Linked DNA regions of Bombyx mori: region 2 is linked to region 1. A link is a contact called in public Hi-C data. All regions are on one chromosome and are shown on one strand. The core of a region is the stretch at or near the end of the contact, and the rest is flanking DNA. Distances in the headings are between cores, read along the strand shown.

The links. Hi-C and Micro-C count contacts between places; a contact is called where the count stands out from the background.
Region 2: a contact with region 1 is called in a Hi-C map of posterior silk gland, with 1.6 times the contacts expected there. The contact joins two enhancer-like sites. A contact is called at or near these places in 2 of 7 Hi-C or Micro-C datasets (posterior silk gland and whole pupa).

What each region holds. Positions count from the first base shown.
Region 1 is chr4:15,794,295-15,801,987 of ASM3026992v2, forward strand. It overlaps LOC101738498 (protein spire), which reads right to left. Exons shown (of 17, transcript XM_062668357.1): 9 at 6,385-6,500. Among protein-coding and RNA genes, the nearest start is that of LOC134198821, 4.6 kb to the left of the region's middle. Within about 2 kb of position 6,432, at least 3 of the 8 cell types and tissues checked have open chromatin away from gene starts, as enhancers often do.
Region 2 is chr4:15,830,930-15,838,503 of ASM3026992v2, forward strand. All of the region lies in intron 8 of LOC101738498 (protein spire), which reads right to left. LOC110386031 (a long non-coding RNA gene) reads left to right here and starts at 2,676. Exons shown (of 2, transcript XR_009973043.1): 1 at 2,676-3,150; 2 at 3,505-3,757. Within about 2 kb of position 6,277, at least 2 of the 8 cell types and tissues checked have open chromatin away from gene starts, as enhancers often do.

The sequences.
Region 1 (7,693 bases), core at 5,182-7,681:
TAGTTACAACAGCTGCCCCACCCTTCAAACCGAAACGCATTACTGCTTGACGGCAGAAATAGGCAAGGTGGTGGTTCCTACCCACCCGAGCGGACTCACAAGAGGTCCTAACACCAGTAAAAAGTATTCGTCAGTATTCGTTCCCTTCTTTGTCGCATCAAAAATCGAACAAAGAGCCAAATTTTACTAAAAAAAAATAATGACTTAATGTTAAAACTAAGCTAGATAAATTATGTGTTTTATACTGTATGATTTAAAATATTTATTTATTGTTTTTAGTGCGTTTACTATGTATGTACATTGTTGTTCTAACTGCATACAAATTTGAGTTAAATTTTACGCTATCCAGAACGTTAAAAAACTCGCGTTAAGCACACTGTTTCGAAGTTGGAACAGCCATTGTACTATGCACTTGTGACTTAGACGTAATAAGTATTTAGTGCATTAAAATAATGTTTATTGCACTGCACGAAATCCAATAACTGTACTATTAAAATCAGCTGCCGCGCGAGGTCAACGTTCTGTTAAGACGCGGAGGGGTGGCTCCCAACTGCCCTCGCTTTGGATTGTTGATCCACGAAATACGAACTTGTTAAAATGATGTGTTTAGGCTTAGCTAAATAAAATTGTTTCCTTTTTATTCTTCTCTTCAGGTTACTTAGTTCTGATAAATAGAATACTAGAATACAACCAACTGTTTTCATGGCAGGGTAGTGTATACTACTACTACCCTGCCTATTTCTCTTGCGAAACATTCGTAAAACCTCCAATCTGAAACGTAGGACGGGGATTATAATGAACCTATCGAATGCAATTTCAAAAACTAAACCAATTTAAACGAATTCTACTTTCTGTTCCTATTGAGGTAGTTATTTATATATCATACTAGCTGACCCGGCAGACTTTGTAGTGCCTCAATCGAAAAATAAAAACCTAACTTTTGTATAAAATAAACTTAAAACATACAAAATGAATCCGTCCGACCGGGTATACATCAAAGGGAAAACAAAATTGTTATTTTTATTTAATTCCGAGCATTTTCATATCTACATATTTCATATATTATCTACCTTTTAAACCTTCTCTGGGCTTCCACAAATAATTCAAGATCAAAATTAGCCAAATCGGTCCAGCCGTTCTCGAGTTTTAGCGAGACTAACGAATAGCAATTCATTTTTATATATATAGGTAAGATAGATATAATTATCAAAGTGAAAACCGTTGCTAACCGTACGTACGATACCATTGAACTATATTTACATAATATTTACAAAATTGTACACGGGTAAGATACACTATACATAACTATAGATCTTACTTTTACAAAGTTTCTTCGTCACTTGAGCTACACAATTAATCAACGTCACAAAACGCCGCACCCTTGCTAATGCGTTATGGAAAAAAAATGGATTTCAACTGTAGTAGGCGTGCGAGTTCATGTCCATCCTGAGGAATGCGGTAGTGATGTGACCTAATTAATTAAGGTGATGTCGATAATAATTACCGATTTCAATTTCAACAGCTCTCAATTTGGTTTATTGTAACTTAAGGTAATTTTGCAAATTATGAATTATAATGATATTATACTTATACGCCATTACGTTTCGAAGACATACCCGCAAAATTATAATATAATTTGCGTAATCACTGGTGGTAGGACCTCTTGTGAGTCCGCACGGGTACCACCACCCCGCCTATTTTCTGCCGTGAAGCAGTAATGCGTTTCGGTTTGAAGGGTGGGGTAGCCGTTGTAACTATACTGAGACCTTAGAACTTATATCTCAAGGTGGGTGGCGCATTTACTTTGTAGATGTCTATGGGCTCCAGTAACCACTTAACACCAGGTGGGCTATGAGCTCGTCCACTTATCTAAGCAATAAAAAAAATAAAAATAAAAACATACAGTTGGACTCGGATTGGGCATAACAAGTTCAGAACCCGATTTCTAAGCGAAAGTCTATTTAAATAAGACTCTAGAGTGGCTTTTTTGTTTTTATTTATTTTCTTGAAGTGAGCCCTTTTTCATCGAATTAGCATCACCTTCGTAACAATTTGATTGCGTCATAGATGTTTTCTAACAAAAAAAATTAATGCTGAACCTAAGAGGAATGACGAGTTTGAACAATATTAATTACAATTTAAACTCTAATTACTATTTAACTAACAAAACAATATTCAAAATAACGTAAGTGTATGTGCTGTCTTTTTTTAATTTCATATTTTTTAAAATTTAATGTTCTGTTGTCAAACTACGTCTAATTAGTATTACTATTTTAGTATTAATAATATTAGATTTACCGAAAACTCTCACGAAATAGATGGTTCCGTCGTTTCACGGTCCAATTCACGTTCGACTAGAGTAAAAGTCACTTGCGTAATCAAACCTCTAAATTTTTTTAGAGAGCCACATGAATTTAAAACTGAAATACTTTTTAATAATTCATTTTTACTGTATAACACGTTACATGCGATGTTTCATGCAACACCACGTTATAATATCAATACAGTTAAGTAACATTATATAATACCTGTTTTACTGTATAAAACTAATATTTAGCTAGTTTCTGTATTAATTGGATCAACATTAAGCAAAAGCGACGATGGGTCATTGTGACCCATGGCAGGTACCAAATGATAACTGTGAACAGACAGCGCTTTAACTTGTGATAAATGACATTTTTTCTTTTTATTATATGAAATTCCACAAACTTCCAGAAATGTCTCGAATGAATTTCACTCACGTAACGAACGTAATCAAATCAATGTCAACGCGAGTTCAAAATCGATTATGATACAAAATAATGAGAGCAGTGACGAATTCCACAATTCGGTAACATTAATGAGTTTCTTTTGCGCACAAATTCTGATTTATTGAGAGGTTTAGTAAAAAAATACATTGGCTTTTCTACAGATACTTTTAATACTCGGAGTTTTTTATTTCTCGGTATGACCACATGAGTTTTCTTTTTCTTTCTTTCTTTCTTTCTTTCTTTCTATGTTTCTTTTTCCCTAACTATTCGCTGGTAGCCTAGGGGGCTATTCTAGTTACGCTCGGACGGGAAAATGAGCTCTTGGCCTACCTTCCATCGCAATAAAGTTGACTGAGAGCACGTGTTAACTACGCCTGATGCGGGCGATTTACCTATTAGGTAACGAAGGTTTCACATGCTTAATGCGATAATTGAATCTTTATATCATAGCCGTACACTGGCCTTAGCTTGGAATCAATGCAACTGGAACTCCATACTTAAAACTCGTTCTCACCTCATCGCCGACAACCTTCATTAACATTTGACTGGTGGTAGGACTTCTTGTGAGTCTGCACGGGTAAATACCACCACCCTGCCTATTTCTGCCGTGAAACAGTAATGCGTTTCGTCTTGAAGGGTGGGGCAGCCGTTGTAACTACACTGAGACTTTACAACTCTTATCTCAAGGTGGGTAGCGGCATTTACATTGTAAATGTCTATGGACTCCGGTAACCACTTAACATCAGGTGGGCCGTGAACTCGTCTCCCCATCAAAGCAATAAAAAAAATCTCCATATTGAAAAATAACGTAATTGGTAATTTGTGTAAAACCCATTTTATGCATATTAGTTCGAGCGTTCTGACCCGACCATTAGTATCTAGACCAGCCTTTCCCAAAGTGGGCGATAATGCCCCCTTGTGGGCGCTGCAGGTCTAATGGGGGGCGGTAAGAGAACCAAAAAATGGGGGCGTTGTGTGGAGGCTTCGGAGGCGATTTGTAATTTCATCTAAAAGGATTCTTAGACAACGACAGAGCTCTCGCTATAGTCGTTATAGTGGAGGCACTAAAAAATAATTTATTTTCAAAGTGGGCAGTAGACAAAATAAGTTTGGGAACCCCTGATCTAGACAAAGAATAGCCTCTATGGTTCTAAACGATTTCCATTTAAATTTATCAATTTCAAAAAGTCTAATCATGCATATACTTCTAATGTCCAGATTTATAATGAGTGATACTTGCCTTTAAGCTACTATCAAGATTGCTAATATAAAGCTAAGTATCAACAACATAATTTGAAATATACTACGTATTCGTTTAATAAGAATAAAACCACACCTTCATAATCATATTTGAGAGTATTGACCTTTATACGGTCTGGTTATTTACCACCATTCCAATGTATGCTATAGTTCCGTCCATGAAATATACAAACAATTTGCGATCTTATTCCTGATGTAGTAACGGTGAGAGTCACGTACCCTCAAGTATCTGGGGCAGCGAAGCCTTGGGAAATATGTTAGGACAAGTGCTTGGATATAATTTTGTGCACTATGCAAAGCTATTTTTACTTCGAACCAGTTTGATGCGGTGACAATTTTTAGGTAAGACACCAAAAAAGCTTTGATTCATTTAGTTAGTTATGCAAGTCACGCTAAGAGTGACAGGCATGGAACATCAGCCTTTTTCCTCCAAAGTTTTTCAAGTTAGGTGTGTCTTTTTAAAATAGAAAAAAATCTGGAATTGAGATCATGCCACAAAAAATTATAATGTAAAATGTTCACTGAGTACATGAGAAAAATTTGACTTGTGTACATTATGTATGTTTAAGCATTCTGTTAAAACTCCTTTTGGAGACTCGAGAGCTTATTTAACTGATAGCGTATGTATTTAAAGACAAGAAAGTATTGAAGATCGTATAGTAAATTATCTTTTGCTTTCGGCAGATTCGTCTATAATAACATACAAATCTACAGTGGTTTTTACGGATGTTCCGTTATAACTACTGAACCATGCATCCGATTAGCTTGAAACTTGGTATCAGAAGATATATGCACTTAATGGATACGCCAATATTTATATGAGTGTTGGTCTCCCTAATAATAATGACAATAAATAATAATGTTAATTTTAAATGCCCAGCGAAGTGGGCGAGTACGGCTAGTATTTTTATAAAAGTCTGTTAGATCTAGTAGAACTTTATTGCGTTGTTAAAGTGAAGGAAGCGTTAATCTAAGAACCATCTTGATACAAAGCCGGGTATTTAAGTCTAAATTTGTGGGAGCAATATCATCGTCGTATATAGAAAATTAATATCGAGGCCCCCAATTATTAGCCCCCTAATTAAAAGACGTTTCCTTGCATTCAAACTTATTAAAATATAAGTTTGAATGCAAGGAAACTTTACTAACATACTTTTCAGTGGTAGGTAATATCTGCCGAACTGCACAAGTCATTACACGCATGAATAACTTGCAAATACGTGAGTTTGTGACGTGCGGTTGCAATAAAAAAAACAAAAAAGATAAGTGGTCGAACAAAGTTATTTAAAAATCTACACGGCAATTTAATGTTGATTTCGAATATCTATTTCTTTTTGAGAATAAGGAAGACATATATTTGTTCCCTAAAATTCGAAAATCATCAAAAGAAACAAATCAGAACTTCTAAGCAGCTAGAAGATACCATGGCCTAAATGATATTGACGCCTGTTGTATATTCGTATCAAGCGACGCGACTATTTCGGTGTTCAAATCCCGGCGACATATACCATATTTTCTAAGGAAGCCCGTAGTTTGCTCAATTACTGGTGTTAGGGCATATTGTATGACCGGTATTACCATCCTAGATAATTATGCCACGAAGCAGCTTTGCGCTCCGGTTTGCAGGGTGGAAAACAGATTATGCAGTACTACCCGATCACAAAACTCATTATACGTAAAGGGTATTAATTTGGTTATATAATAATATATGGGCCACTAAATTACTTAATATCAGTTGAGCCATAAGACCGTTCACCTATCAATCAGCAATCAATAAAAAAATAACACCATTTCGTTTTCTTGGAAGCTCGATTTCGTTTGCAAAACTATTTTTTATTTTATTGCTTAGATGGGTGGACGAGCTCACAGCCCACCTGGTGTTAAGTGGTTACTGGAGCCCATAGACATCTACAACGTAAATGCGCCACCCACCTAGAGATATAAGTTCTAAGGTCTCAGTATAGTTACAGCGGCTGCCCCACCCTTCAAACCGAAACACATTACTGCTTCACGGCAGAAATAGGCAGGCACCAGTAATTACGCAAATTATAATTTTGCGGATTTCATTTTTATTACACGATGTTATTCCTTCACCGTGGAAGTTAATCGTGAACATTTGTTGAGTACGTATTTCATTAGAAAAATTGGTACCCGCCTCAGATTCGAACACCGATGCATCGCTCAACACGAGTGCACCGGTGACCTTTAGGCCACGACGACTTCAACTATTAGTAATGTCTGTCTTTAGAATTCCCCAAATGTAATACATGTCACTAAGCCCCGCATTTATCGGTTGCCTAACGCATCCAATATCTGACTTTATGAAAGCGACGTAACGCCTCTCCTAAAATACATAGATCAGTCGCGTTCTAACCTCTAGATTGTCAAAGTCGACTTTGATGAGCCTCCGCTGGGGTTGTGTGTGCGGTGTGACGTCACCCCCGCGCCGCATTTCACCCCCGCCTGGGCCGCTGCCAGATCCACTTGTCGCTGCAACAAAAATATCGATCATTAGTGCCATTTGAACATACCTATCTATGTATATATTGATATAATGAATGTAAAATGTAAGTGATTCATTATATGATGTTACTGGTATGAATCTGAACATATTTAACAAGTTGCGATCCACTAACGGTGCTTTTAGGTACCCTAAGCACCGGTCATCGTTCTTGTCGAACCCATCGCAGCGTCGCCGTCGCTTGCGATAAAGGGCTCGGCGAGTAAATAATTAACCCTTAAAAATTTACAAACACAGCCCACTGAGTTTCTCGCCGGATCTCTCATTCTTCTCAGTGGGTCGAGTTTCCGATCCGCTGGTAGATTCTGCGAAGCACTGCTCTTGCTAGGATTAGTGTTAGGAACGACGTCAGGTTTGAGCCCCGTGAGCTCACTTACTAGTAAAGATTACGCTGAAATGGTCTCTTAAGACCAGCAGCTTAGGTAGTTCCATAAAAAAAAAGAAGTTAACAAAATGCATTAACGATACGGATGAGGTATTTACTGTAAATCCAATAAGACGCTTGTTCATCTTCTAGCTTGTATACTTTGGCAACTTCACAGAATATTAAGACGAACGAAACTTTCACTTAAATAATAACGTGCTGTTGAGCTACTAAACAAAACAGAAAGAAAACAAAACAACACAAAAAGATACTTATTGGAACGTAAGTAAATAGGCAAATACGTATATAATGAATTAAATAAAACAGAAAACGTTAAACGACTTTCTAAAAAAAGATCTATAAAGAACCCATTTAAAGGCCGCCGATTCTTGTGTATATTATAAGAAAATAAGAATCGCCTACGAGACAAAAGAAAAAAATTAGATTATACATTAAAAATAGCTGACCTTTTCAGCAAGGTTGTTTCGAACGTGTGCAAGAAATTAGATTCTGAACTGTCATACCCGTATCATCATCACTTTCGAAATGTTCAAAATGTACATATTTATTATTATGTACATAATTCATTATTATGGCAAACACAAAGAAACGTTTTTTTTAATCGATAATTATTCAACTTATCGATTAATAATTAAAAATACAAAGAGAGACAGAGAGAGAGACACAGAGAGAGAAAGAGAGAGAGAGAGTATTCAGAGAATATCAGTCGTTGTTTCAGAAAAATTCCATGTATTTTCTATTCGATTTCAGTATACCTACACCCAAAATTGGAATACA
Region 2 (7,574 bases), core at 5,027-7,526, 36 kb after region 1:
CTATATGTGTCGATATTTCTCTGCGCGTATTAAATATAGTATAAATACATTTTCAATCAAATGTTTATATGGTTCTATCCTTCGTAACTATAATGTTTTGCTCTTATCTTAATCAAACGACCTTCGGTCTCAGATAGGTTGATCCAGTAAACATTATGATACTGTGACTCATTTAGAACACCATGTCGCCAAGGTGAAAACGCAATTTAGAAAAAATATTAAGATGATTTTAATTATGAAGAAGAAGAAGATTTTAAAGAGAAATCAGTAGTTCAAAACGGCAATTATCACCAGTCGTATGTTCAGACACAATTTGCAATACTGCTTTTTAATTGTGCTACTAAAAATTATATTATCTATGGGCTCCGGCAATCTAGACGTGAACACAAATAATTACAATTTAATTGTCTATCTGTGACCATTATTTCGAATAAGCCGTTTTTCTAAGGTTATTTATTAAATACTTAACTAAAATGAAAAAAAATTATTTTAATTTCTCTCTGTCTCTTAATAGTCTAATTATTCCGCAAATTTGCCAAATTTGTAAACAAATTATTTATTGACTTTCTTCAGATTTATCATCATAGATTAATTTTGAGACGAGTTTTAAATCTACCTACTTATATTCAAATTGTGACGGTAATTTTACTGATAGGTGGTAGTTAAATAAAGACAATAAATACTTCATCTCGAGAATACATACAGCTTTGGTTGGATAATTAACTATTTAAATAAATAAAACATAAATAATATTTGAAGCGTTTTTTACTAGTTTAGTGGACCAAATAATACTGAGACCATAGTAACAACAGTTGATTTAAATATTTAGTACCAATCCCCTTCTCTAAATATGTTATTACCTCGAGGAATACACTATCAACTTGTAAACAAAGGTTAATTATAATGTTAAATGATACTATCCACGTAACTGATGAAACAAACATTGGAGGGCTTATTGAAAAACTCAAATTAAAATCAAAGATGCTTTTTTTTTGTTGCCATTTTGTTCAGACTAGCGCAGGACCCATCTACAGTCGCTATCTCTTATGCATCTCAGCAATACCATAAGGACTCTCCCTAAGCCTCGTTTAAAATCCGTGAAATGAAGTTCAGTCCAAAGCTGGTAAAAAAATCTAGATACGAATTGTAGATGAACAAAGTGGTTCCAGGTAGTATTGAGAACTGCTCTCCAGTGCCGAGCGGCGTGATGGCAAAAGAAGATGAACTGTACGAGATGATCCTCAGCTCTTCAGAGCATTCCTTTTTCCCTACCTATTGGCTGGTAGCCTAGATGGCTATTTCAGCTACACCTAGACGGGCAGGCGAGCTCACGGACTCCCATGATCTCTTGAAATATAAATTATCTCAATCGAATCTTTCCTCTACCTAATCACTGGTAACTTGTTTGGCTATTCCAACTAAGCGCGGTCAAATAGGTGAGCTCACGGGCTTAAGCTGAGAAAATTTGCTAATACTAGCTCTAGCAAGAGTAGTGCTTCCTAGAATCTACCATCGGAAGTTTTAATATGAAAAACCCGTTTTATACAATATTACGTCACTCAAACAAGAACGGTTCCCTTGTAAGACAAAAGATTAATGAGATTTTACAGTCACCGAAGGCTAAGTTAAGCCCAACTCATCGGTCAAAATGATGGTCAATGATCACCATCGCTCTTAGATATCAGCCATGCCAAGGGAGTCCTTATTTACCGCATACTAATTCTAAATTTCAATTTGTGATATGAAATTCAATTTGCATTAGCATAATTCGTAATCATTGATAAGATCTATATTTAATCTAAAATTTAAATGTCACTTTATTTTTACTATTTTCCGTAAAAACTTTTCGTTAGAGAAAAAATATATATGAAAACATTAGATATTATTTTCTGTCTCTCTATTCCGTTAAAAAGAAAACTTATATAAGAGTACTCACGGCTTATTTCCATCGCCAAAGTGTTGGTAATAAAAACTCCCATATTTTGTGAAATTTTAACGAATTAAACACAAATACAAAATTCAATTTTAGCACGATACAATAAAGGTCACTTCAGCACTAAGATAACTGCAACCGCCACTAATGATTTTCCGCGAAGTCGGATCCGTTCGTAACAGAAAATCCTATTAGAACTAACTGGCAGTGGCGCGTTGAATTGGAAGCCACACAATAGGGAATGATTAATCTTATTTACAAATGTTTTATTCTTTCCATTCGCATATTCAAAATCTACGCGCCACAATCCATGTCAATTTTTTTTTTAAATTAAGAGTCACAGACGGGCGTGCTCCGTTACATCCTAAGACGGACTGCGGCAATTCTTGGAGATTGTACGCGCTGCTGTACTGAGGCCAGTAAGCGGTCTCTTAAATTCATTTCATTGTTTCATTTCTTCTGCTTATTTTAATAAGTAACAATTCTCGTGTATGTATAAACCTGTTAATATAGTTGATTCATTCTGTTTTAATTACTTCACTTATTGTTTTTACATAGAAAATTTTACAAAATCGATTATATATTAATTAATATATCTTCAAGACTGTTATTAAAAAGAGTTTTATAAGTAATTAGATACAGAAATTGTAAAATTCCAATATTAAGTCAAGGTAATCATGAATAGGTCCGACCAGATCAATAGACTCGTTTTATGCAACCAACCTTTTTCAACCAGTACCGGCTATTGTGTTCATGCTTTTTGTCTTTTCTTTTTACAGAGCAGTATATTCTGTGCAACAATCCTTTCGGTTTGGAAAATAAGATTTAAAAACGTTGGTATTTTTAAAAAGAAAAATTGAAATCGATTTATGTAACCTATTCATTTTAAATTTTTGCAGTGTTATCTATCTACATGTCGATGTCCACGCCACATAAGGTTGAAGTTTCATAACTCGAAACTAAAAACCTTCAAACAATCTATGGCCTAATAGGTACAGGTATGTGTAGAGCAGCCGGTGTACACGAATTCCTATCAAACAATGCGACAATGACCTGCTAGTTTGAAGTCATTTGAATCAGCTGTGCGGGACTTTTCAATTCAACCATGTACCGATATGGTATGAATTAAAGGTTAATGAAATAAATTCTGGGATGTTCGACGTTTTCGCCAATGGTATAAGATATACATATTGACAGTCAGAATATATAAAATAAAGGTAAGTTAAGTCTGAGGTCACCATTAAATTGGTAATTTTTTAAAGATTTCCTTAAACTCCTAGCTCAGGTTTTATTGCTTAAACGGGAAACGACTTCACTCCCTTAGACACCAACCTCTGGCCCTCCATAGACACCAACAAAATAAATGCTACCACCCCTTTGAGACATAAGTTCTACGTATTAGTGTCATCCATTGTGCTATTAAAGTACAATGGGTTACCCATTTTTCAAAATAGGACATATTAATGATTCGCGACAGATATAGCCAAGGTGTTGGTATATACCCGTGCGGGCTCAGAAGACGCCCTACCACCATCCAGTAATTTATGATATATGTATGTACCTTTTTCCAGCCCACGGACGTCCAATGCTGGCCATAGGATTCCCCCGAGGCTTATCGTGCCACATGCTTTAGCCATGTGGGAGGCCTACCTACGCTTCGCTTTCTTTACTAAATACCTTATTAAAACGCCGTGATATCCATGGACTTCACTAGCCCCTTGACACCAGGTAGGCCGTGAATTCGTTCGCCCTAGACGAATGCAATACAAAAAATGAAGAAAGTAATAAATAAAAATTAAAAAGTCGAAATATTTCAATATTCAATTGGTTTTTTAAATGCAATTTTATGTAGAAAGTCTTGGCGTGCCTAGTTTCGCTATTAAATTTCCCATTAAAATACGAACATTAAATAAACTTAAAACTTATGGGACTTTGACAGTTTTTGACATTTGACCAAAACTCAGAGGCGTTATCAACGAACGTGGTGAAATCTCGCATTTATCCATAAATAGGCAATTAAAAAGTAGTTAAGTACCTACCATATTCTTCTCTGTTTATAAATCGTTTTTGTTTGTTTTGTTTTAGTAGTCATTTTAACAACAACATACGAGCTGTGTGTAGGCACACAGAGTAAGTACATATCAAGAAGGCAAACGTGACTAAGCGACAATGCGTGAACTTTACAGTAGACTAATTTAAAGTTGAAGAAATACCTGAAACCAAAATTTATTTTAACGTATCTAACTGTAATATAATCCAGCTAGTAGCTGTAGGATTGAAATGATTTTAATAGACCTAGAAATATATATTTTTTGCGCATCGAATATGGTATTTGCCTATCATTTACGTACAAAGCAGTTATTGTCGCTTAGTCATGTTTGCCTTTCAAGCGTCGATATGTATATCAATCGCGAGCAATTACAGTTCCACGCGGCGATCGTGACGAACAGTTACGTAAAGGAATTCTATTTTCTAGTGATAATATTGTTATCGGGTCTGTCTGTCATTGTGTTTTATTTGTTATGCGAAATAGGTCTTACAGATTCTATGTACATTCAACATAAGTACTTTGTTCGTACTCACAGAATATTTATAAACGCATTGCTTTGTTCTTTCTTCTTCTGCTAATGAACATAAACAGAAAGATTGTGTAATTGTGTAAACTGGTTTAGAAAAAAATTGATTGCCTATAAAGACGGTTTACGGACGATCGGACGGTCAGTAGCAGAACTATTCCAGCTGCGAGAAGAGAGATAAATGTGTCACAAGCCAACGCTTGGGCCGATCGTGCATCTCCATCACTTGTTCCGCGCTCTCGCTTGCACCCTCAGCCTCAGGCGGAACGTGACACTTTTTCGTGCGTGCAACCGGTGTTCATCGATTTATAAGACGTAATCACGTCAAATTTTTTTATAATGAATTTTTATGTTGCTTTTCCAAAAAAAAATAATTCCATAGATATAATATAACATTGGCTGAACCTCACATTCCTGTGCTAAATATTATCATAGGCGATACGCGTTATAACGTGAACGCTACCTTCCACCTTGAGACACAAGGTCTAAATCTCAGTGGCATAGTACATATAGTGGCGGCTCGACCCTCAAATCGAAACGCATTACTGCACCACTTTAAGAATAGTTCGAGAGATAGAGAGTACATGGTCTCACACAAGTTTTACGGCTTACTAATTTATAGCCTCCAATTACCTCAGTAGGAGGACTTCGTGACGTCAGAAGGTTCTGGATTTTCCGCAAACGAATATCGAATTCAAATTAGTCACTTTTTCTTAAGAAATAAATAAATTCAATGCCAAATTCTTTATATCCGAAGTACCTGTTTTGTGTCATCGTAATTTGGGACGATCAAAGAGAAATAGAGAAATAAATAACCAGGGATCAATCACACTCATTTCCCCAAAGTGGGATTCGAACCCACCCATTCAGCTCAGGAATCAGACTGCGCCGTAACCCACTGAGTTCCTCGCTAGATCTTCTCAGTGGGTCGCGATTCCTATCCGGTGGTAGATTCTACGAAGCACTACTCATGCTTGAGCTAGTGTTAGCAAATTATTTCATATTAAGCCCGTAAGCTCACCTACCCCTCGGCCCGTAGCTGAAATAGCCCCTTAGATAGCGAATAAGTAGATAGAGATATAAGATAGTTTCACTAACAATCGACTAAGTACTATTGTTCAATTTAGCAAAAATTTACAGGACGTCGTAGGATATGAACAGAAAATGGTAAAAAAATAAAAAAACAATTTCCAGTTTCGCATCACAGATATACTCCAAGAGAAATGTTTCATAAACTAATGATTTTTGTCTCCTAGATAATTGATAACTCTCTTAAGAAATATCAAATTGAATAATCATACATACAGTTTGTGTGAAAGAGCCGGAACCTCATTTAAGCACTTAATACATGAAAATCAACTTACTTTATTGACTACTAAGGAAGGTTTTTCTCTGTGCCCTACAAATAAAACAGTTTTGTTCGCAAAATTCTGAAGATAAAATATACGGCTAAGACGTAAAAGGCGTCAGCTCGTCTGGCAAATATAAATGGGTGTCTAGGTCACCGGGCAATTCGGGTATCGACCGGGTTCTTATGTAATAATATTAGGCGTTTAACCTCCTTGGTGGAATAGTATTTTTGCGATTCGTGCTGTTAGAGTAACTTAGTTAATTTCATATTTTGAAAATGGTTTACTCATACAACTACAAGAAATAGGGCCACCCCATGTTTATAGTTATGCTAGGGCGTTTAGTAGAAGACGATAAGGGTAAAGTTCTCTTTACTATACAGCGTACTGCATGTATTGGTGGAAGGACACCCTAGGCACGTCCTTACGGATCCACCCGATCCACTAACAGTTTTATTAGACAACCGTTCTCGTCGAAGAACTCGATGTAAAATCTAGCTAACAGCATCAGCCCACTGAGTTTTCGTTTCTAGCTGTCAAAGTGTTATACTTATGTTTTTTTTTAAATCTATATATTAATACGTGAAGCAAAAACTTTGTATCCCTTTTTACGAAATTTGCGCGGACGGAGGAGTATGAAATTTTCCACACTTATAGAGAATATAAAGAAGAAGTGAAATATAAAGAAGTGCATAAAAGATACATTAAATCAATAAAGAAAACATTACACACACTACATACCATGTATTTGACGCACACACACATGCATACTATTTATTGTCAAACTTTTCTTCTTGACGTCTGTTGTCAAATTGAGATGAAGTATTGTTTGTCTTTGTTAATATTTTTATAGTGTAGTCTTGGCGAAGTTTGTGATTCTAGAAGTATAAAATACAATCCTAATAGTATACAAACTTACAATTCCAATTAATTATAGTCGAATTTCGACTACTGCGGGACCTCTAGTTCATATAATTTCAGGTTAGAGATCCCAAATAAGTTCTCTCGGTTCAAATATGCCTGGAAGAGTTTTCTTTAAGCGTATTTATTCGCTTTGTAGAACTCTAGTTCGTTATTGAATGCGTCATAGACGTTTTAATTTCCGCTGGTGATTAATGGTGGATTAACGGTCAATAAAGAGTTTAAATACTACTTGAGACTTTGAGATCGTGTCTCAAATTGGGCGGTGGCCCATTCGGTTTGTGATACCTACAGCCGTCAGCTCGTATATTGATAAAAACCTTTAAAAAAATTACTCTAACCAAGGAAAAAAAAGTCAGTTGACGAAAAGAAAAAAAGTACATACTTACAGTATTATTTCATGAATGAAAAATCATTTTTTTTTTATAACACCTAATTATGTATATTATATATAACGTCTATATGTACTTTAATTTTCTATGGAAGAACTAAAATATCTATCTATCTATCTCTTAGGTTTAAAGAACTAAAATAAGTAGTGGTTTTAGCGTTTGATTATGTCGTAATACATATTATATTATCAGTATGTCAGTAGTCAAGACTAAAGACCTATGTTTTTGACAATACAAAGATTGAAAACAATTTATTATATCTCAAGAAAAACAACATCTCTGAAATCTACCATACTTTTTTTCTCCTAAAGACATTTAAACAAAAACAAAAAGATAAAAAGCAAGTCTCAATTTCTACTGAAATAAAGGTAAAATCAGTTTCCATATAATTTATTTCACATAT